Linked DNA regions of Mus musculus: all the other regions are linked to region 6. The links are chromatin contacts, called in public promoter capture Hi-C maps. All regions are on one chromosome and are shown on one strand. Each heading gives the region's core, a stretch centred on a gene start, on an enhancer-like site or on the middle of the called end of the contact. The rest is flanking DNA. Distances are from core to core; before and after follow the strand shown. Region 1 overlaps Trit1 (tRNA isopentenyltransferase 1). Region 2 holds the start of Bmp8b (bone morphogenetic protein 8b). Region 3 holds the start of Hpcal4 (hippocalcin-like 4). Region 4 holds the start of Bmp8a (bone morphogenetic protein 8a). Region 5 holds the start of Pabpc4 (poly(A) binding protein, cytoplasmic 4). Region 6 holds the start of Smap2 (small ArfGAP 2). Region 7 holds the start of Heyl (hairy/enhancer-of-split related with YRPW motif-like).

What was found. Promoter capture Hi-C pulls out the DNA fragments that hold promoters and counts their contacts.
Region 1: a contact with region 6 is called in a promoter capture Hi-C map of hippocampal neurons, with 5 times the contacts expected there. The contact joins the enhancer-like site here to the promoter of Smap2 in region 6. A contact is called at or near these places in 9 of 39 promoter capture datasets (3T3-L1-derived adipocytes, cranial neural crest, embryonic stem cells and 6 more) and 1 of 115 datasets of contacts at active chromatin or transcription factors (astrocytes).
Region 2: a contact with region 6 is called in a promoter capture Hi-C map of cranial neural crest. The contact joins the promoter of Bmp8b here to the promoter of Smap2 in region 6. A contact is called at or near these places in 7 of 39 promoter capture datasets (cranial neural crest, frontonasal cranial neural crest, liver and 3 more) and 1 of 115 datasets of contacts at active chromatin or transcription factors (stem cell-derived neural progenitor cells).
Region 3: a contact with region 6 is called in a promoter capture Hi-C map of second pharyngeal arch cranial neural crest. The contact joins the promoter of Hpcal4 here to the promoter of Smap2 in region 6. A contact is called at or near these places in 5 of 39 promoter capture datasets (cranial neural crest, frontonasal cranial neural crest, hippocampal neurons and 2 more) and 4 of 115 datasets of contacts at active chromatin or transcription factors (astrocytes, bone marrow-derived dendritic cells, embryonic stem cells and 1 more).
Region 4: a promoter capture Hi-C map of pre-B cells shows a contact between it and region 6. The contact joins the promoter of Bmp8a here to the promoter of Smap2 in region 6. A contact is called at or near these places in 3 of 39 promoter capture datasets (cranial neural crest, hippocampal neurons and pre-B cells) and 1 of 115 datasets of contacts at active chromatin or transcription factors (large pre-B cells).
Region 5: a contact with region 6 is called in a promoter capture Hi-C map of pre-B cells, with 8 times the contacts expected there. The contact joins the promoter of Pabpc4 here to the promoter of Smap2 in region 6. A contact is called at or near these places in 3 of 39 promoter capture datasets (cranial neural crest, frontonasal cranial neural crest and pre-B cells) and 1 of 115 datasets of contacts at active chromatin or transcription factors (large pre-B cells).
Region 7: a promoter capture Hi-C map of pre-B cells shows a contact between it and region 6. The contact joins the promoter of Heyl here to the promoter of Smap2 in region 6. A contact is called at or near these places in 4 of 39 promoter capture datasets (cranial neural crest, hippocampal neurons, pre-B cells and 1 more) and 3 of 115 datasets of contacts at active chromatin or transcription factors (astrocytes, embryonic stem cells and stem cell-derived neural progenitor cells).

The regions. Positions count from the first base shown.
Region 1 is chr4:123,049,642-123,052,341 of GRCm38.p6, reverse strand. It overlaps Trit1 (tRNA isopentenyltransferase 1), which reads right to left. Exons shown (of 11, transcript NM_025873.3): 9 at 167-276. Among named protein-coding and RNA genes, the nearest start is that of Gm46868, 30 kb to the left of the region's middle. Within about 2 kb of position 1,446, at least 147 of the 459 cell types and tissues checked have an H3K27ac peak or open chromatin away from gene starts, as enhancers often do. A contact at or near this core is called in hippocampal neurons, where this site is marked.
Region 2 is chr4:123,103,783-123,106,482 of GRCm38.p6, reverse strand. It overlaps Bmp8b (bone morphogenetic protein 8b), which reads right to left and starts at 1,322. Exons shown (of 7, transcript NM_007559.5): 1 at 808-1,322. The coding sequence starts at 1,132.
Region 3 is chr4:123,182,132-123,184,831 of GRCm38.p6, reverse strand. Hpcal4 (hippocalcin-like 4) reads right to left here and starts at 1,328. Exons shown (of 5, transcript NM_174998.4): 1 at 1,208-1,328; 2 at 976-1,079.
Region 4 is chr4:123,341,892-123,344,591 of GRCm38.p6, reverse strand. It overlaps Bmp8a (bone morphogenetic protein 8a), which reads left to right and starts at 1,340. Exons shown (of 7, transcript NM_007558.3): 1 at 1,340-2,208. The coding sequence starts at 1,884.
Region 5 is chr4:123,281,463-123,284,162 of GRCm38.p6, reverse strand. It overlaps Pabpc4 (poly(A) binding protein, cytoplasmic 4), which reads right to left and starts at 1,252. Exons shown (of 15, transcript NM_130881.3): 1 at 356-1,252. The coding sequence starts at 548.
Region 6 is chr4:121,015,873-121,018,572 of GRCm38.p6, reverse strand. Smap2 (small ArfGAP 2) reads left to right here and starts at 1,326. Exons shown (of 10, transcript NM_133716.3): 1 at 1,326-1,824. The coding sequence starts at 1,722.
Region 7 is chr4:123,232,122-123,234,821 of GRCm38.p6, reverse strand. It overlaps Heyl (hairy/enhancer-of-split related with YRPW motif-like), which reads right to left and starts at 1,266. Exons shown (of 5, transcript NM_013905.3): 1 at 876-1,266. The coding sequence starts at 955.

The DNA.
Region 1 (2,700 bases), core at 197-2,696, 2.0 Mb before region 6:
TTTCTAAATGTGAAAGCAAAAACAGGCTCCAGAGATGTAACAGCAGTAAGCCCTGCTGCTTTATCCCATTGAAAAGGCATTTGGCTCGCCAAAATAGCTGCAAAAGTGCCAGTAAAAGACAAGACTCTGCAAACCTGATCATAGGCCATGCCTCCTTAATAGTCACCTGGATGAAACTTTGTACTATATTGAGAGCAGGTTCCAGAACAGACTCCTCCCACTTGGAAACATCAGATACTTCTAAGCCATATACCGGGGGGACACTGGGCCCAGGTCCTAATGACGACAAAGAAAAGTTGTGAAAGTCTGGCCTACAAGTTCCAATCTCTTCTGTTTCTAAGACTCTTAAAACCCTCAAGCAGAATGCACGGGGCCAAAGGAGTGACACTCTGACTATGCTATGATTCTACTATAAATATGAGCCACAACCTCAAAGACCCATAGCCTGACTCACAGGCAGGAAACACGAATGACCATGTAAACAGGGACTTAGGTGCAGAGTCTTCGATCCGTAAGGAAATCAAAACGGAGTAACAGCTCTGGTGAGTACTAGGTGGGCTACTGTGATACAAAGACAGTACTTTATAGGAGGAACTAAGCTAAGAGGTTTGAGTAAGTGCCTACTCTATTAGCCTTGGGGCTGATCTAGTTAAATCTCACCCTGCCCTCCATGCTCTTGGGGAGGAGTGTCAGAGAGTCATGTGGCCCAGCCCTGACTATCCTCAAACTCACTATGCACCTGAGTTAGGTCTTAGAGCCCAGACCCTCCTGCCTCTCTACCTTCTAAGTGATGGGATTACAGCCATGTAGTACAACACCAGGTTTCCGAACACCTTTTTTAAGAACCATATATAAAGGATGAAAGCCCACTCTGCGGTAAATACTTCCGAACAGACATGAGACTGGAGGGAGAAGGAAAAGACCCCACGCATCTGAGCACATCAACCGTGCTGTAATACTTTAGCTACAGTTCGCCTCTGCATTCCACAGCCACACTAGACTGCCTTCCACAGCTAGGTGAAGTTAGTTACCTGAAGGCAAGAAGCATTGTCCCATAGACAAAAAAATATCAAAGGCATCAAGATGCCAACGGCTGGCAGGTGCTGGCCTTTTGAGTGTGCCAACCACAAATAAGATTCTCCATAGACCGGACTGGCCTACACCTGCCGCCACATGGAAAGGTGAGACCAGGAGAGCGCAGGCAGCACCCACAGCACACCTGGCCTTAGTCAAGCTCTGCACCTGTTTCTAGGCCACTCTACATTTCCCTTTCTCCTCTAAGTCCTTTGTTGGGCTTCTGTGCCCTGTCTAAGCACCTTTCAACAAGTTCTCGGCTCCCAGCTGCTATTTCTGGCTTGGGTCCAAGGCCAAGCTGGGGTGGGGAAGTCCCTCTGGCTCTCTGCCAGGCCATATCCCAGCAGACTAGTCCTGGCCAATCAAATGTGGCTCCTGACTTACAGGGCAGCTGTGCCTTTCACTCTGGCACCAGGATTGAGCCTGCACAGAATGAGGTGCCATTAACCCCTCCAGCCTCAGAGACCGGAGTTACTATTGCCTTACAACAAGAGGAACTTCTAAATCATTACAAAAAGCTTCTGTTTCAGACTTACTGTCAGACATGGGAAGGGAAGTACTTGAGATCTGTGAACATCAAGTTCAGCTGAAACTAAGATGGGACCCATCTATGTATCAAGACAGGAGGCAAAGGGTAAACTGAAGGAAGTGACACCATACACTAAGGTGTACATGGTCAAAGGCACCAAAGGCCAGGGGCAGAGGCTTCAGCTGGCCTAACCTATAACTGAAAGCAGAACTCTACTGGCAAAAAGTAAACTGGAGATGATTCAGAAGTGTATTTCCAAAGTGTCCACAAGATAAAAGTGGAGTTTCACTACACTTAAATTAATCTCCTTTTAGCTCATAAGCATACCACTGGGGACCTGAGGGCCGATATGAATGCCGGGTAGCCAAGGGCATAGCTTAATGAAACATGAGCCTACACTTAAGAGTCAGGCCTGTGTTTGGGCTCTCTTGCCTACTAGCCAGGGGTGAAGGTCTTCATGTTCTTATCTGTAAAACAATTACCTTCACCTTGAAGCCTCACTTCAACTATATATAGCACTAAATTTAGTGCCAAAGACACAGTATGAGACTTTCCTTCTCTCTCCCTTAAAGCTCTGTCCAAGTCTGGACGTGGTGGCGCACACCTTTAATCCCAGGACTTGGGAGGCAGAGGCAGGTGGATCACTGTGAGTCCAAGGCCAGCCTGGTCTATACATCAAGTTCCAGGACAGCCAGAGATGTTATACAGGGAAACACTGTCTTGAAACCTTCCTCCCCTAAAAACGTTCTATCCCATTAAAGTTTCCTTTGAAGCAAGTCAAGTACCATGTATATGATCACAAAAATAAAGCAAGGAGAAACATTTCATTTTGCTCTTTTTAGTAAAGATCACCAGACCCAGGCCCCACTTTAACTGGGAAAGTTCCCTGCAGCTTTCTGCCTGCTCTTCAGGTACAAAACTGAAGACAGAATCAGATCTGAACACCTAGTCTGCTCACACATTGCTATGCTGCTCTTACAATCTGTTGTAGCCACCACCATCTGTTCCAGGGTGAAGACACATCTTCAATGGAAACTTAAATTGTTTCTCTTTTTCCCCCTGAGACATCATTAGAAAACACCCCCAATAACCATCTA
Region 2 (2,700 bases), core at 73-2,572, 2.1 Mb before region 6:
TTGCCCTGCTCTCAGCTCAAGTCCTGGTACCCAGTCCTAGCCCCAGGCTGTCTGTTACAGACAGGAGCAAAGCAGGTAGGGACTGAACCAACAGTAAATGCTTATGGCTACAGATAAAAGTTTTGGGGAAAAGACCTTTAAGACTCGTAGGAGAAAGTGGTCCTGATGTCTACAGGTCCCTGGAGAAAGGAGGAGCCACGCTTCGGGAGAATGGACTCACAGCTGCCCCTTGGGTCACTCACTGGCCTGAACACTCTCCGTGCCAGGCCAAGGTCCAGCTGCTAGGGCCCAGGCCCACAGGACTACAGTCATGTCTGAGTCTGTCCACTCCACCTCCTGACACTGCACCCCACCCACCAGTTCCTACTACACAGAAAGAGCCCGCCATCCGGGCGTGAGGGTCAGCTCTGGTCACTTTGATATGACCACAGGTTTCCACACTGAACTTTGTCCCTCTCTTCAGGGCTGCTTTTATCACAGTGACAGCATCATTTACTCATCAGTCTCCCCAGGACTGACTTCCGGTGCCACCTAGGGGACCTGGGCATCACCAGATAACTACTCCTAGGCATCATGGTGAGACAAGGCCTGGGGAACCTGCGCTAGCACTCAGACCTTCCAGTCCTGACCCCTGTAGTCCTTGCTTCCCGGGTGATGAGTCTGCCACATAGCGATTCCCTAAGCAGGGTCCTCACGCTCCTAGAGGCCTATCCCCAGTCAGATGGCTAGAATAGTCCCTCCAAGACAGGAAGCCATGCGCTCTCCACGTGGAGACTGCGGACACCCTGGGTCCCTCTGCACACTCACCTATGTTGACAAAGCTCATAATCAGGTCAGCACGGTCCAAGTGAGGCTGCGGGGTCCCACCGCCACTGTCATCCGTCATGGCACGGTACAGGTCCAACATAAAGAGGGGCGCAGACGCTGGCTGCTGGGCAGCCCCGACCGGTGCTCGGGATCGGGGCCGCCCCGGCAGCCCCAGCACCTCCCGAATCTCGCGCTGCATGTCGCGGGGCTCGCGTACTCCTAGTCGACGCTGGGGAAAGACGTGCGGGGGATGCGAGAGGTGACCGCCGCCCAACACGCACAGAGCCAGGCCCAGTAGCCATAGGAGTCCCGGACGCGCAGCCATCTCGGACGTTTAGCGGACTCGCATCCAGCGACGCCTCGACGACAAGGATGGGACAGCGCCGCGGATCCCGAGTTCGCACCTGTCGCGGGCAGCTCTAAGACGACTGCGCTCCACGCGCTCCGCAGGCAGCAGCCCAGCCTGTAGGTCCCGCAGAGCAACGTGGGCCCGCGCGGTAGGGAATAGCGAGTGTCCGGAGCAGGACCGACTTTCGGGGACTAGAACCCGGAGCGCTTCCTCGGCTCCTCCCCTTAGTGAACTCAACCAATGGGGGCTCTGGGGCGGGCCCGAGCGCGGACACACGTCTACAGGGTGTCTGTACCGCTACTACTAAAGGTGGGGGTGGAGGGAGCGAGTGGGACCCGGAGGTAGGTATCACCGGTCGGGGAGAAGCCATCATGGGTGTCCTGGGCCCCCATCCATCTGCCTGGGCACACTCCGGGCTCCGCGCGGAGACGTCGGTGTCTCTGAAGCAGACACCTGCACCTTGGAGCGAATTGCTTAGAGTTGGGAGAGCGCCCAAGTCCGGGAGCTGGGGTGGGCCCCACATGTCTCCGGAAGCGCCCATTGGACTGGCCGTCGGGGCGGGGCGGATGCCAACCATGCCTCGAGGGTGGGGCACATTCTGTCGCCAGAAGCTGCCAGGGCCCGGACTCCGCCGCTCCTGTCTGCTAGGTGCCTTCCCCGCTGTCCGGGGAAGACGCCTCCTTCACCGATGAGCGCTGGTTCTGTGCGCCAAGCTATTCTCTGCCAGGCCCAGACAGACCACACTGCTGGCTAATCCAACCTCAGATTGACTCTGGAGTATCCGGGAGGGAAACCCAGGCACACAGAGCTTAAACACCTTCCCTCAGGCCGCACAACAATGGAACTAGAAAGCTTCAGGCACTGGGTGGTTGGCTGCTGGAGAGGCTACCAAGAGGGATATGCGTTAAAGGGCTTAACAGACAGTGCGCTACATAAGGGTTTTGACCAACTATGAATTCTTTAGCGTGGATTCAAAATAATATTCCAAATAAATCACACCACCAAAATCATCTTGATGTGATCCCCTAAACGGTTTAAAAAAAAAAAAAAGATTTATTTATTTATTTGATGTTTGTGACTACACTGTCGCTGTCTTCAGACACACCAGAAGAGGGCATCAGAATCCATTACGGATGGTTGTGAGCCATCGTGTGGTTGTTGGGAATTGAACTCAGGACCTCTGAAAGAGCAGTCAGTGCTCTTAACCACTGAGCCATCTCTCCAGCCCCTCAAAGATTTAAATGTCAATTAAATCCTTAATGCAATCTTTCAGTTGTGCCTCAAGCACACACTAGTCTTATAACCGAATCAACAGGTCAATTTCCATACTATTTCAAAGTCCCATAAAGACAATGGATATGCCAACTAACCATTGAAAATGGCTAGGTGAGACAGAACAAAGATACTGAAGGCAAGGATAGGTTGAAATGAGGATGGACTTAGGTGCTGATGCTGGAGGCGGGTAGAGCTCTCTCTCTCTCTCTCTCTCTCTCTCTCTCTCTCTCTCTCTCTCTCGTGTGTGTGTGTGTGTGTGTGTGTGTGTG
Region 3 (2,700 bases), core at 79-2,578, 2.2 Mb before region 6:
TAAGAGAATGAGGCTGTAGGATATGTAGGAGGGAGTAGCCTGAACCTTGGCCTGAGTGAAAAGGATGTCCCTACAGTGATGGATGGGGCCTCTCAGGTCTCCTCTGAGAAATATCCTAATGGTTTGAACAGGGCTTTGTTCTCCTGTAATCAGCTGTGGAACCAGAATATGTCAGACCTGGAAGGCTACTCAAGACCATCTCATCGAACCCTCCTCTGTCCTGCTCTTTGCCTATCTCATGAAGAATCTGAGAGGGAAAAGCCTTGGCTAAAGTCAAGCAGAGATCGAGGCGAAGGCAAGGCTTGCACTCTTCTGCTTTCTCATTCAGACATAGGGAAAGGAGAAAATGAGCCCACATGGACTCATCTTTGGCTTCATCTCTGCAAACAACAGGAAGCCGAGAGAGGGAGCAACAGGCACAAAAGGAACAGAGAAGACCGGGTTACAGAGAGAGGACCTGGTGCGTTCCTGTGTGAGGGATGATGAGGTTTAAAGGCTAGAGCTATGGGGTGGTCTTCTGGGAGGAGCAACCCTGGTTTATGCTCCAAGCAAGATAAAGGAAGAAGAGTGTGGAACCCCTGTCTAGTTGGGAGGCTACTAGAAGGGAGATGGTGAATGGGTCTGGAGTAGGAGCCTCAGGGGTCTTCATCCTTTCCTTAGGTATGCTGTGAGCTGTCAGCATAAGGGGCAGAGAGAGTGTAGTCAGAGAATGAATTTGCTATCGAGGTCTTTTGGGGAACAAGACCCTGAGATGGGAATGACAGTGAACTATTGGTGTCGGTGTGGGCTACCTCCAAGTAGAGGTTTCCATGAGGCTTGGTTCTAGAGGCAAGAGAACACAGGGTGACTGAAACCTCTCTTCTAGCACCAGTGACACCACACACCCCCAAGTAAGAGTGTGTGTGTGTGTGTGTGTGTGTGTGCGCGCGCGTGCGCGTGTGTTTGCACTGGAGCCAGAGGAATGGTTGTTCTTACCTGAGCTGGGGGTAAGGAGGCAGCTGTACCTCCTTCTTGAACTGGAGACCCGGCTTGAAGTGAAAGTTCCTGGCCCAAGGCGGGCTTCCCAGATGGCTGTCCACCTATGACAGACCCAGGGTCAGAAAGATGGATCTGAGCAGATGAGGATGGGAGTGGAAGGCGGAGGAGGAGGGGCTCAGGGCCTCCGCCCCGCGAGGTTGCTTCTAGGGCCCGGCCCCACCCTCATTACCTGAGGCCGCTCGCCGAGTCGCTAGATGGCTCCGAGCTTGGGCGGCCGCGGGGACAAGGCTGGCTATCAGGCGGACGACAGGCTCTGTAGGGTCCGCGTCGGAGCCGCCTCCCCAGTTCTTGTATCACTATTTGCTTCTCGAAGGCGACACGATTTGCATAAGACCCGCCTCCTCTCAGCAACTTTGGACATCGATTGGTTCGGCTGGCACCGAGTGACAGGCAGGGTTTCAGGTGGGGATGGGGTGGCCTGTGAGTCTAGGCTACCACAAGAGCGCGCCCCGCCCGTCCGCCCGCGCTGACCTTCCCGGAGTCGCCAGGATTGTAGAGGGCTGTACCCCCATCTGTTCCTCAACCCTGAGGCTCAGAGCCTGGGTCACAGTTTGGAGCGAAAAGTACCGATGATTAAAGTGGATTCGCAAAAAACAACCGCACCGTTGCTATGGGAACAGAAGAACCACAGTTGAATTTCTAAGCCTTCTCTTCCTGGGCCCCAGCGGGGGTGGGGGTAAGATAGGGGGTGATTCATAAGATGCGACCCCGTCTCTTGTCCTGCCCGTACCTGGAGGGGATCAATGAGGAGCTGCGGAGTGGCAAGGTGGAAAAGGGGAGATGGGGTGGTCAAGAACTCGCGGCTTTGCACCAGTGCCCCTCCACACCCACTCCTCTCCCGCCGTTTAGCAGAGGGGAGGGTGGGTGCGGCACGAGCTGGGTGGATGTGGAAGTATCCTCTACCTAGACACACGAGGGCGTGGGCTCCCTCCAGCCACCCCCACAACTCTAAGTCAGATCTCTTGTCAGGCTCTATCCTTACTTCTCGAGGACCCCTAAAAAGACTTGTTGGTTCTCCTCCAGAAGGAGCCTTTACAGTACGCCAAGCATTGCTCCATTCCCCACCCTCCCGCATTCCCGTCGCTTAGATGGAGCCGGTTCCCAGCCGCCGCCAGTCTCCGGCCTCGGATGTTGACACAAACCAGAGGCGGTTTACACTGAACGGGTCTGGAAGGTTTCAGGGAGGCGAAAACACCTCCTTTCCGCACTTGGGGGTCTCGTCACAGCCCGCTCAGTCGCCACGGATGTACTGGTGTCTGAGAGCTCACAACCCAAGGTGGTGGGAAAGAGCTCTAACGCCAAACTCAGGGCGAAAGGGGAGCAGAGATCCCTGGGCTGGGCCACGTGCGGAGGAGGGACTTCAAGGGATCTACCAAAAGTGGGGGCGGGACGCGTGGGGGATTGGTTAAATGGGATTGCAGATGCAGAAGAGGCCGGATTTCTGTCCAGGCAGCAAATGGTGGAGATGAGCGCTGTTTGGGGGACTAAGGACAGGCAAAGAACCGGTTTTTGGAGATTTGGTCTTAGAAACTCCCAAACAAAGCACAGCCAGGGGAAACCAGTAGGACCCGCGTCTTCCTTATGAGAGCTATCCATTTCCTCTTAAGCCAGTTGCGCTGTCCCGTTCTAGCAGCTGGATATGCCTTCTCTCTGGGGTTGCAG
Region 4 (2,700 bases), core at 91-2,590, 2.3 Mb before region 6:
ATAAATAAATCTTTAAAAAAAGAGAGAGAGAGAGCAGAGTTGGCCAGAGCAAGAGGGGTTGACCAGAGCAAGTAGAGGTCCTAAAAATTCAATTCCAAACAACCACATGAAGGCTGACCTGAGGTAAAGTGCTTAGCACTCAGGTTTCCCGGTTTTTTGTTTGTTTGTTTGTTTGTTTTGTTTTGTTTTAAGCCTTTGTGGGGCACAGTAGCACATGCCATAATCCCAGAGGCAGGGATAGGCAGGCATATCTATGAGTTTGAGGCCAGCCTGTTCTATAGGTCAAGTTCCAGGTCCGCCAATGCTACATTGTGAGAACCTACCTCAGAGCGGGGCAGGGCTGGTATAGAAATCTGGAGAAGACATTCAGAAATAGCACCTCCCAAGGGGAAGGAAAAAAACAAGCTATCGGTCTTAGACCTCAAGTGGCTGAAGGACAGAATGTATTCGGTGTCTACTGTATCTTTACATCCTTCAGTGATGTTACCGATATGGACCAGAGGTGCAAGGAGCTGGGCGCCATTGCCCTCGTATCAAACTCCAGACCGCAGGTGGAAACAGATCCAAGACCCCCTGGATCTGGAGCCCAGTCAACCCTCAGCGCTCTTGTTTGTTCAGGAATGTGAAGATTAGGCAGGTTGAGGTTGTCACTCCCATCCCGTGTGACAGAACTTGAAGGAAGGGGGATCATCGTGATCTGTGAACAGAATTTCTCAAAAATTATTTTGTTAATAAATTGCTTTGTGTAAGCTAAGAAAGAAAGAGAGGGGTAAAAAAAGGAAGAAGAAAAGGAAAAGAGGCAGCTGTGTGCCTATAGTGGCTTGTAAACACTAATAGGTCTGAAAGCCCTGTTACCTGTCATTATGACACTCCCAGTCTTGACACAGCCAGTCCCTCTGCTGGGTGCTTTCCTCCTACTGACTTCCGTCTTTCCTGTTCTATTCCTTCCAGCCTCCCGGAGCTCTTTCGCTGCTCCACTTGAGCCACACCAACACCTTTATGGTCTGTATCAGTGCTGTGGCAGCCGCCTTGGGAGGCCGGAGTGCATAAAGGGGCGGAACCAGTCAGGGAGTTTTTGCAAGGTCTCTTTCTTGCAAGCCCCTGGGGAGTTGTCACAAATGAGATAAGCGAAGGTGACCCTACTTCAGGAGGCTCAGAGCCCTATCCTGGGTTGGATCTACAAAGGGAACCGCTGGGTGAAGAAGAAGTCTGGAGCGGAGGAGTAGCGGGGGCTGGGCCCTGGTTCCTGCTGGCAACGGAATGTGTGCCCCACCCTCGCTGCACTGCTGGCACCCGCCCCGCCCCGACGGCCGGAACTAGGGGCGCATGCAGAGACTTCCAGAGCAGAAGGTGAGACACTACGGGTCCTACCGCTGCTCCGGGACTCAGGATCCCACCCTGGTGCCTGCTTCAGAGGCCCCAATGTCTCCTCGTGTAGCCAGGTATGAGCCCCGGAAGCTGGATGGGGACCCAAGACACCCTTAAAGGCCTCTCTTCAGCCCGTTCGTTCCCACCTACGGGTGCACCAGGCGGCTCCCACCACTTCGCGCACAAGTAGTAGTGCGACCATCCCCAGGCGTCTTTCCGCACTCGGACCCGCCCCCGTGATCCCATTGGCTGGTCGGGGAAGGGGCGGGGCCGAGGAAGAGCGCTCGGCGGTCTGAGCTGCCACCAAAGTCCTCCTGCGGACACTCGCAAGTCAGCGCCGTGAGAGCCCACGTTGCTCTGAGGGACCTACCGACGCGGCGATCGCCTGCCGAGTGCGTGGTGAGCAGCTGCTGTAAAGCTGCCAGCGACAGGTGCGCCGTCTGGTCCTCCCCGTCTGGGCGTAGCGCCCGAGCCCGACCAGCTACCAGTGGATGCGCGCCGGCTGAAAGTCCGAGATGGCTATGCGTCCCGGGCCACTCTGGCTATTGGGCCTTGCTCTGTGCGCGCTGGGAGGCGGCCACGGTCCGCGTCCCCCGCACACCTGTCCCCAGCGTCGCCTGGGAGCGCGCGAGCGCCGCGACATGCAGCGTGAAATCCTGGCGGTGCTCGGGCTACCGGGACGGCCCCGACCCCGTGCACAACCCGCCGCTGCCCGGCAGCCAGCGTCCGCGCCCCTCTTCATGTTGGACCTATACCACGCCATGACCGATGACGACGACGGCGGGCCACCACAGGCTCACTTAGGCCGTGCCGACCTGGTCATGAGCTTCGTCAACATGGGTGAGTGCAGGGCGTCAGGGATCCGGATGGGGCGGTAGGTGGAGGAGAGGGTGGCCGCCTGTCGGGGGATGATGCCCTCGGGTAATACAAGGCCCCTGGGACAGGGAGCCATGGTTCAGTAAAACCACAGGGAGGGGCGACTGCAGGAGATCAGGATTGGAAGGTCCGTTTTTTGCGCCTGTGCCCAGGGTCTTTGCCCCACTAAGGCACCCAGGAGTTGGGATCTGGAGATGTCCAGGTCCCCTAGGTAGCATCGGAAAACAGTCCTGGGTATACTGATGAGTAACCAGACCGTGATGCTGTCACTGTGATAAACGCAGCCCTGAAGAGAGGGAGGGACAAAGTTCAGTGTGGAAACCTGTGGTCATATCAAAATGACCAGAGCTGACCCTCACGCCCGGACAGCGGGCTCTTTCTGTGGGTGACTGGGTGGGGTGCAGTGTCAGGAGGTGGAGTGGACAGACTCAGACATGACTGTAGTCCTGTGGGCCT
Region 5 (2,700 bases), core at 3-2,502, 2.3 Mb before region 6:
CACTTTCAGGTGTCATTTCAATGCACTGAGTGCCAGACCCACTTCTACCTGAGTGGGGCTAGACACACTAGAATACCCAAGTCCCTTTATTCGGATCCCGAATTACACAAATCTCCTTGGGTTCCAACCCCTGCTCTACCCCACCCCCACCCAGTAGCCCAAGGTCATCAGGTTAGCAAGTGGTGGGAGACTGAAGCCAGGGTCATGACCACATGCCTGGCTCATTTTGCTTCCACCCAAGGCTTCTCAGGCAACATGCTGTTATGTTCCCCGGTCCTGGCAGTTTGGCCTCCGCCTTCAGGATTCCCAAGGTCCCCAGGAATCTCCCGAATGTGTGCACACCGCTACTACTCACCGTCAGCTGGCTGCTGGAAGTTGACGTAGGCATAACCCAGAGAGCGCCGGGTGATCATATCGCGACAGACCCGGATGGACAGCACAGGCCCCGCAGGGCTAAACTTTTCATACAGCATGGCTTCGGTGACGTCCGAGTGCAAATCGCCCACGTATAAGGAGGCCATGGGGTAGCTGCTGGCTGCAGCGTTCATCTCCCCACCCCCCACGACCCCGAGCCCCGCCAGGAGGACTTCTAACAAGGCCTACTGCAGGACAAAAGGGGCTCCGAGGAGCTATGGCACGCGCCGCAGCGCACAGGTGGCACCAGCGACGCCGGAGAAGGCTGGAGCAGGGAGGCTCCGAGCCGGGACCCGTGTGCGGGACGACTTGCACGGGACTGCAAAAGCCCCAAGACAAAAGGCTCTCAAAAACAATATGGCCCGCTCCTGGAGTTTGTACTCTCCAGCTGTCCTGGCTTGAGGCTTAAAAAATAAAAATTAAAGTAGGAAATCCCCTCGTAAAGGGGGCAAAAAATTTTCAAGAGGCAATCAGATGCTGCGCTCACGGCCGCCTTGGGAACACGCGTTTCGTGATAAATATAGGCCCCGGACTCCCGGCGGTTTACAGTTACAGCAGCCCAGGAAGGGGGAAACCAAATCTTTGCGGGTGCCGGCGAAGGGCAGTGCGGACACGTGGTGCGGCCAGCCGGGGCGCGGGGCTGCCACGCGGCGCAGAGGCGTGCAGGGGCGGGCCGGGCCGAGGGGGATGGCTCACCACCGGACGGACAGACAGACGCTGACGGACAGGCAGGCCGGAAGCTGTGAAAGTCACTTCCCCACGGGCTCCCAGCACAAGTCGCTGTCTGGTTCTTTTTCTTCTTTTTTTCCCTTTTGCTTTTTTTTTTCCTCTTCTTTTCTTTTCTTTTTTTTTTTTTTAAGGTTTTTGAGGCTTTTGTGTTTTTTTTAAGCTTTTTCTTTTTTCTGCTTCAGGCGTGCTGAGCCCAAACGCAACACTGATGGCTGCGACCCGGGGCGGAGAGAGGCGGCTGGAGCCGCCACCGCTCCATTTATACCCTCCCGCCCCGGGCGCTGCTGGTCGAAGGGCGCCTCGAGACCTGGGCGCAGTCGTGCCCGCCCACTCTGCCCCGGGGGCCCAAGGCGGGGCAGTCACACCAGAGTGACCTGGAGCCGCCCGCAAGGTGTCACAGCGTCCCCTTGCGTTTGGAGGACCAGCAGCACGCACCTGTATGATTCTCTTTCTGCAGTGTATGGATTGAGTCATGTCCTCCCCAAGACCCACACGCAGGTATAATGTTTAAAACATCCATGAAATGCCCAAATCTACACAAAGGGATGCTAAAGTACAGCTACTAGGTGGCCCAATACATGGTTGAGCTGAATACGTAAGACATACGAAAGTTTTAAGAACATATAACCTTGAGGTTGGATTTTGGAGGTCATTAGAAATGGTGGTGGTATCTTAGGTGATGAGACTGTTTTTGAAAAGATGAACAAATCTTGCCAAAGCTTTTATAAAACAAAACGTGACTGTCCGCTCCTGTTTTGTTCTGGTGGCACGCCTACAGCTTAGTTTGTGCAAAAGGAGAAGAGGAGAAGAAAGGTGTATTTGGGCTCATGGTTCTTGTATAAGGGAGCTATCTCTAGTGATGTCCTTACAAGGCATCTCGTGGCGACTCATGGCACAACACAAAGAGAATGCATCTGTGCATGTGAAACAATGTTTTTGTTACTATGTAAACGCTAGTTAAGAGTTTACGCTTAGATGATGAAGGGTAATCATTGACTTTTTACCCAAATGAAGGTTTCACTGACCATTTGAAGATCATGTTATCTCATGAGACTAAATATGTGGAGTTATAGCAGTATTTCCTTACTCCATAAGTGCCAGGGACCATTTTTTTTTCTATCCTTATATTCACTCAAACCAGAAATTAGCAAAAGCTAGACAGATACTCGTCTACTGGTTGAAGCAAACAATTGAGGAAATATAAGTATTTAATCAATCAATTCATTCCAATAAATGGCTAATCAGAGCTCCCCCCCCAGCAGATGCCATGGTTGCCATGGTTACCATGGTATACAAGTAAGAGTCCCTCCTTACCTCTGAGAATAATTTCTGGTGACTATATTAAATAAAGAAGCCTTGCTAGGTGTAGTGACTCACACCTTTAGTCTCAGCACTTGGGAGACCGATCCCCCCTGAGTATTTGTGACCAACCAAATGGATATTGCAAGTTCCAAGCCAGCCAGGGCTACATAGTGAGACCGGTCTTTTAAAAAAAAAAAAAAAAAAGCCGGGCGTGGTGGCGCACGCCTTTAGTCCCAGCACTCGGGAGGTAGAGGC
Region 6 (2,700 bases), core at 77-2,576:
AGAAAGTAGAGATGAACAAGACTGCTGTCTTAGAGGCAAATAAACACTTTGTCTTGCTGGCCTCCCTGGTCTATTACTCTAGCCTTCAGAAGAATCCCTTAAGAGCAAATATCAGGAAGTAGCGTTCTCTTCCCCTTTAGCACATCCTGTTTTTTCTCAGTCTCTTTTAAGAATTTGATGAGTGAAGGGACGGAATGCATACACAGGAAGATGGCCGTGGGTTCAAGACACTATTTGTAACAAGAGAGGCTTTGGAAAATAATACCTAATAACCATTTTTAAGTAGCTGCTTATTCCATGTTACCCTATAACTGGCTCTCCCCCAAACAACCTGAGAGATGGCTCAGCAGGTGAGAGAGTTTGGTAATCTCTCATAGGACCCTGGTTCCTTCCCCAACACCCACATCACACACCCTCATCCATCAGCTGAAACTCCAGCTTCAGGTACTGCAATGCCCTCTTCTGGCCTCCTTGGACACCTACACACACACACACACACACACACACACACACACACACGCACGCACGCACGCACGCACGCACGCACGCACACGCACACGCACACGTACGCACTCACACACGCACGCATGCACACACACGCAAGTAAAGGAGGCTAGGTATGGTGGCACATACCTTTAATCCCAGCACTTTGGAGGCAGTTCTCTGTTAGTTCGAGGCTATCCTAATCTACAATATAAAGTTCCAGGCCACCAAGGGCTACTTAGGAAGAACCTGTTCAAAAAAAAATTTTTTTTAAAGGAAAGAAAAGTTCTGCCTAGACACTAGTCAGAGCGATGCTCAAAAAGGGCAGTAGTCACAGAGAAGACTAATGTATATCAGCGGCAGGAGGCATTCCAAGTTAGAAGTGATCACGAGGGAGGGTGTAATGTCTCTTTAACTCGGGTCAGAGGGTGAGTCCTTTTGTCTCTTGAAGGAAAGACTAACCTAAAGGAGTCTGGGATAGCCACAACCCTTGTATTATATAAGGATAATAAACACACATCTTATAAAGGTTGCTGTGAAGAGCATACTGTGATAATTGATAGAAAGCGCTTAGAGCAGTACATGGCACACAGTATGAGCTCTGTAAATGTTGGTCGTTCCCTTCACTTTATTCTCTTCACTCTCCTCCCTCTCCACCCGGCTTCATTCATTCTTTTCCAAGGGCACGCAGGGGGCGTGTCCTCCCTCCCGCCGCTTCCACCTAAGCCCCGCCCCCGGCTCTTCCCGGATTGGTTCCTAGGAGGCGGAGCCAAGGGGAGAGCCCAGTGCAGCGCGGTGGGCGGGGCGCATGCGCGGGTTGGGCTGGGTGGAGGAGGAGAGGAAGAGCTGCCGGAAGTAGGCGGTGGAGGTGGCGGCTGAGCTGGTCGCAGCTGCCAGGGAAACCGAGGCGGGAAGCACAGCGGGCAGACCCTCAACACTCGGGGTCAAGTGTGCGTCCCGCACGCCTGAAGCCGGGAGCTCGCTCCACCTAGGCCACTTCTGGGGTCCCGCAGCCTCCGCGAGTCCCTGCCTTGCCCGAAGCCCGCCAGGGGGCGCCGCGCTGAGGGGCTGAGGGGCTGCGGGGCGGGGGCGCTGACGGCTCTGACCCCGGGGCTGCTCCGGGCCGGGCGAGAGGACCGCCTGGGCGGGGACCCCAAGGCCTCAGCCCCGGACAGAGGCAGGGGTTCTTGGGGGGTGCAGGGGGCGCGTCGCCCTCTGCCCCCGCCGGCACCCTGGCCATGACAGGCAAGTCGGTGAAGGACGTGGATCGGTACCAGGCGGTCCTGGCCAACCTGCTGCTGGAGGAAGATAACAAGTTCTGTGCTGACTGCCAGTCCAAAGGTAACGCATCCGGGGCGCCGGCGGGGGGCCAGCTGCGGGGCGGCGGCGTGGCGATGAGCTGCGATGGCCTGAGTGGGGAGGGGGTTCTGGAGCTCAGGGCGAGTCCTCTTCGTATGACCACGCGAGCCACCCTCGCTCATGAGCTTGCTGGGTTTCCTCGGGCTTGGGACTTGGGGTTTGGTGTGGGCGAGTGTGTGTGTGTGTGTGTGTGTGTGTGTGTGTGTGTGTGTCAGCGAAGTGGGGATGATATAGTGGGGGGTGGGGTTGCCCGGTGTGTTCAGGTGAGACTGTCTATGTTGCAGACTCTGAATGGCTTCTGGGCTCGCTGTCATGCAGAGCTGGCAGCCTTTTACTTGGCAAAGCTGTGGGTGAGCTGCAGTGTGGTGGGGGTGGCGGTGGGGGTGACGAGGAGGAAGGTGAGATGACTAAGAGAAAAACTGTCGAAATGATATTTAAAGGTGGCATTCCTTGCTGTCTGCTATGTCGTTAGCAGCTCCTGTCATTTTACCACCTTGTTGAGCTCAGACCGAGTGCTTAGGTGGCTTTCTTCACCCAGGTCGTGTGCACTGAGAAACAGCTACCTTATGCAGTGACACAGTGCGGATTTCTAGGTAGTCTAGCCTGGGTTGTGGAGGCCTCATGCGTGTGTGGTGAGCGAAACTAGCAGACCTGGACTGTAGTGCAGGACCCGTTCAAGCAGGGAGAAAAGGAAGCAAGGAATTCCCCCAATTCGTTATTTCCCTGGTGATTACACCTTTAGAGAGGAAATAGAAATTGGCCACAACCACTTAGCCTTTGTTTTCTGTGTCTGTAAAGGTTCATGCTGTGTTACAATTAAAGGTCAATATGGTAGAAAATTTACTAGTGAATTCTGTA
Region 7 (2,700 bases), core at 17-2,516, 2.2 Mb before region 6:
AAGGAAGAAGGAAGAAGAGGAGGGGGAGGAAGAATGGAAAGAAGAAAGGGAAGGAAAGGAAAAGCTCTAAGGTGAGTTGGTGGCGGTTGTGGGCTGGGTGGCAAGGCCTGGAGACTTAGAGCCTGACACCACTAAGCACTCACCATGAACTACTGCTAAGGCCTTGACATTCTTCCGTTTGATGTCTACACCCGCTATGAAGCTAGCTTCATCATGTATACCCATTTTATAGACCAGAAAACTGAAGCTTATGGAGTCACCGAGCTGATAGGTAGCAAGGATTGTACAAGTTCAGTTTGTTCCACAGGTTAGAAGTTAGATTATTTAACAAAAAAGAAACTGCATTGGCGGCTTGGTGGTTTGGTGGAAGGGGTGCTGAAGATTGGAGTCTAGGCTTTTGCAAGTTGGCTATTATTTCCCTCAGTACCTAAACACAAATCCCAGTATGCTCAAAGCGAAAAGGACACAGCCCCCAGTCCTTTTGTGTACTATGTGAAAACTGTTCCCAAAGAAGAGTGAAATTGGAAAAGTACAGAAGTCTTCATAGTAGACAAACTATGGGCAATGGAATGCGGTATCTACATCTATGAAGGTTTCCTAGGTCTGCAGGAAAACTTCTCAGGGGCGTCCCTGGGGGTAGCCAAACGACAGAATATCCTCCAGCTGAACTGTCCTCCCATCCCAGCTCCCTGAACCATAGTTGGTTCAGGGTGTTATGGTTCAGGGTACTCAGGAATCTGCCGCATTGGTGCTATGGACGCACTGGAGTCGCTGCACACGCCCCCGCATCTTGGCTGACACCTGAGGGCTGCGCACAAACTTGAGTGTGCTGGACTTTCTCACCCCCGGACGGCCCTCGCTCCACCCTGTCTTACCTAAGATCGTTCTCTTGACCCACATCGATGGGTCCATCAGACTCGCCGTCGGAGCCACTGGGCGCCCTGGGCCGCTTCATGCCGAAAGCTGGCTGCGGGGTCCCAGCCCTGCGATCCCTGGAGTTGGTTGTTGGGCCCCGCCTCAGCCCCGCCCCGGCCCGGGAGCCGACGCCGCCCTTTCCCAGGGCCCTTTCCTGCACCGCAGCCCGGGGCGCCCCGGCGCCCCCTCGCCCCCGCGGTGACGCGCCACCGAACCGTGGGAAGGCCCCGGGCGGTCACCGCCCCCATCGGCCGCTGGGAGGTCCGGCTCCGCTCCACCGGCGCTGCCTGGGCTGGCGCTCTGGGTGGCCTTGGGCAGGTGCCCTGGGAGGCCCCACGGGGAAGCCCAGAGAATCCGGATCTGTCCCTAGTTCTGTGCGACAGACTTCGCTTTGCAGTGCCTCAGCTTTTTATAAGGGTCAGACCTGTACCTTCCTGCTCCAGGGCATGCAGGGAGGGCAGATAGGTTTGGAAAGGTTACTGGGGGTGCCTGTGACCCCTTGGAAGTAATTCTTCAGTCACTCCTTCTATAGGGGACCAAAGTTTGTGGTGTGTGTGTGTGTGTGTGTGTGTATTGGGGAAGCTACGTGCACTGTGGGATGCTCAGAACTTCGAAGTCCTTTGGTGAACCCCCAAAGGGGTGGCTGCTGCTTGCCAGCTGAGAAGGCTGGAGGAGGGGAGACAGGGTCATAGAACCCAAAGTGGCATTGAACTTGATGTGTAGCAGAAGATGACCTTGAACTACTGATCCCTGACCCTCCTGCCTCTGCATCCCAAGTGCTGACTTTACAGTGGCCAAGATCTTTGAGCTTCTGACTTGTGGGAGGGAGCACAGGAATGGAGAAGGTAGGTAGGGTGTGGTGGTTGGTGGGGTATCCCTGGGAGTCACCCCAGTTCATTTAATGACAGCTGTCCTGGCAGGCACCAGGGAGAGGAAGAGAGGAAAGGAGCCTTCGGCTTCTCTTTCTGGGGGAGCCTGTCTGACCACAGACAACTATTTAGTCAGTGAGAGTTCCTGTCCTTGTGCCTAGAGATTCAGCTGCCATCCTCCCAGGTCATCGTACGCAGAGAAGTGCAGAGGGAAGCTGAGGGAGGAGAGCAAACTTCTTGCAGGGGCGGCAGGGAGATGGTGGAGGTGGGTGTGGTGGGCAGGGCACCAGAGGAGTCCTCTCCCTTTGTTCTGCTCACTGGGACAGGCACAAAAGAAAGCCAGCTTTTGGTGTAGGGAAGTGGGGTTGGTCACCTGAAGCTGACTACACACACTTTCACCATAGTCAGCTCTGCTTGCAGATACTTCCTGATGGGAAAGAACAGGCCTCTTGCCACTCAGACCCACACGTAACCACTTGGCCAAGCACAGAAACTTATCATGCTCATAGATGACCAGATAGGACTGGCATGAACGGTCGCCATCAGGAAACTCTGCTGGCCACCGCAGCCGCAAGCACCAATTCTCCTGTTCCAAATGCCCTCAGCACTCACATAATTTCTGTGGGCACCTGCCAAAACAGTGAGAACCTCAACCAGTGTGAAGAGTGCCCAATGTGTGCACTAGGCATTTCCTAGAAAGGCAGATACTTGTTTGCTCTATGTGATTGGCTGAGAGAGAAAGGGCTGGCAGATTTGCAGGGGAAGGTAAGGGCTCTGAGGTAGGCATGTTCTCGAGAGACGTCCCAGGTCCTCAAAATACACTGCACAGTTAAATAGGGACTATGGGGTTCGGCAAAGAGATTTAAGTTTGGAAGTCATTAGGTAATGGACGGCCTTTAAAGCTTTGGGAGAGGGC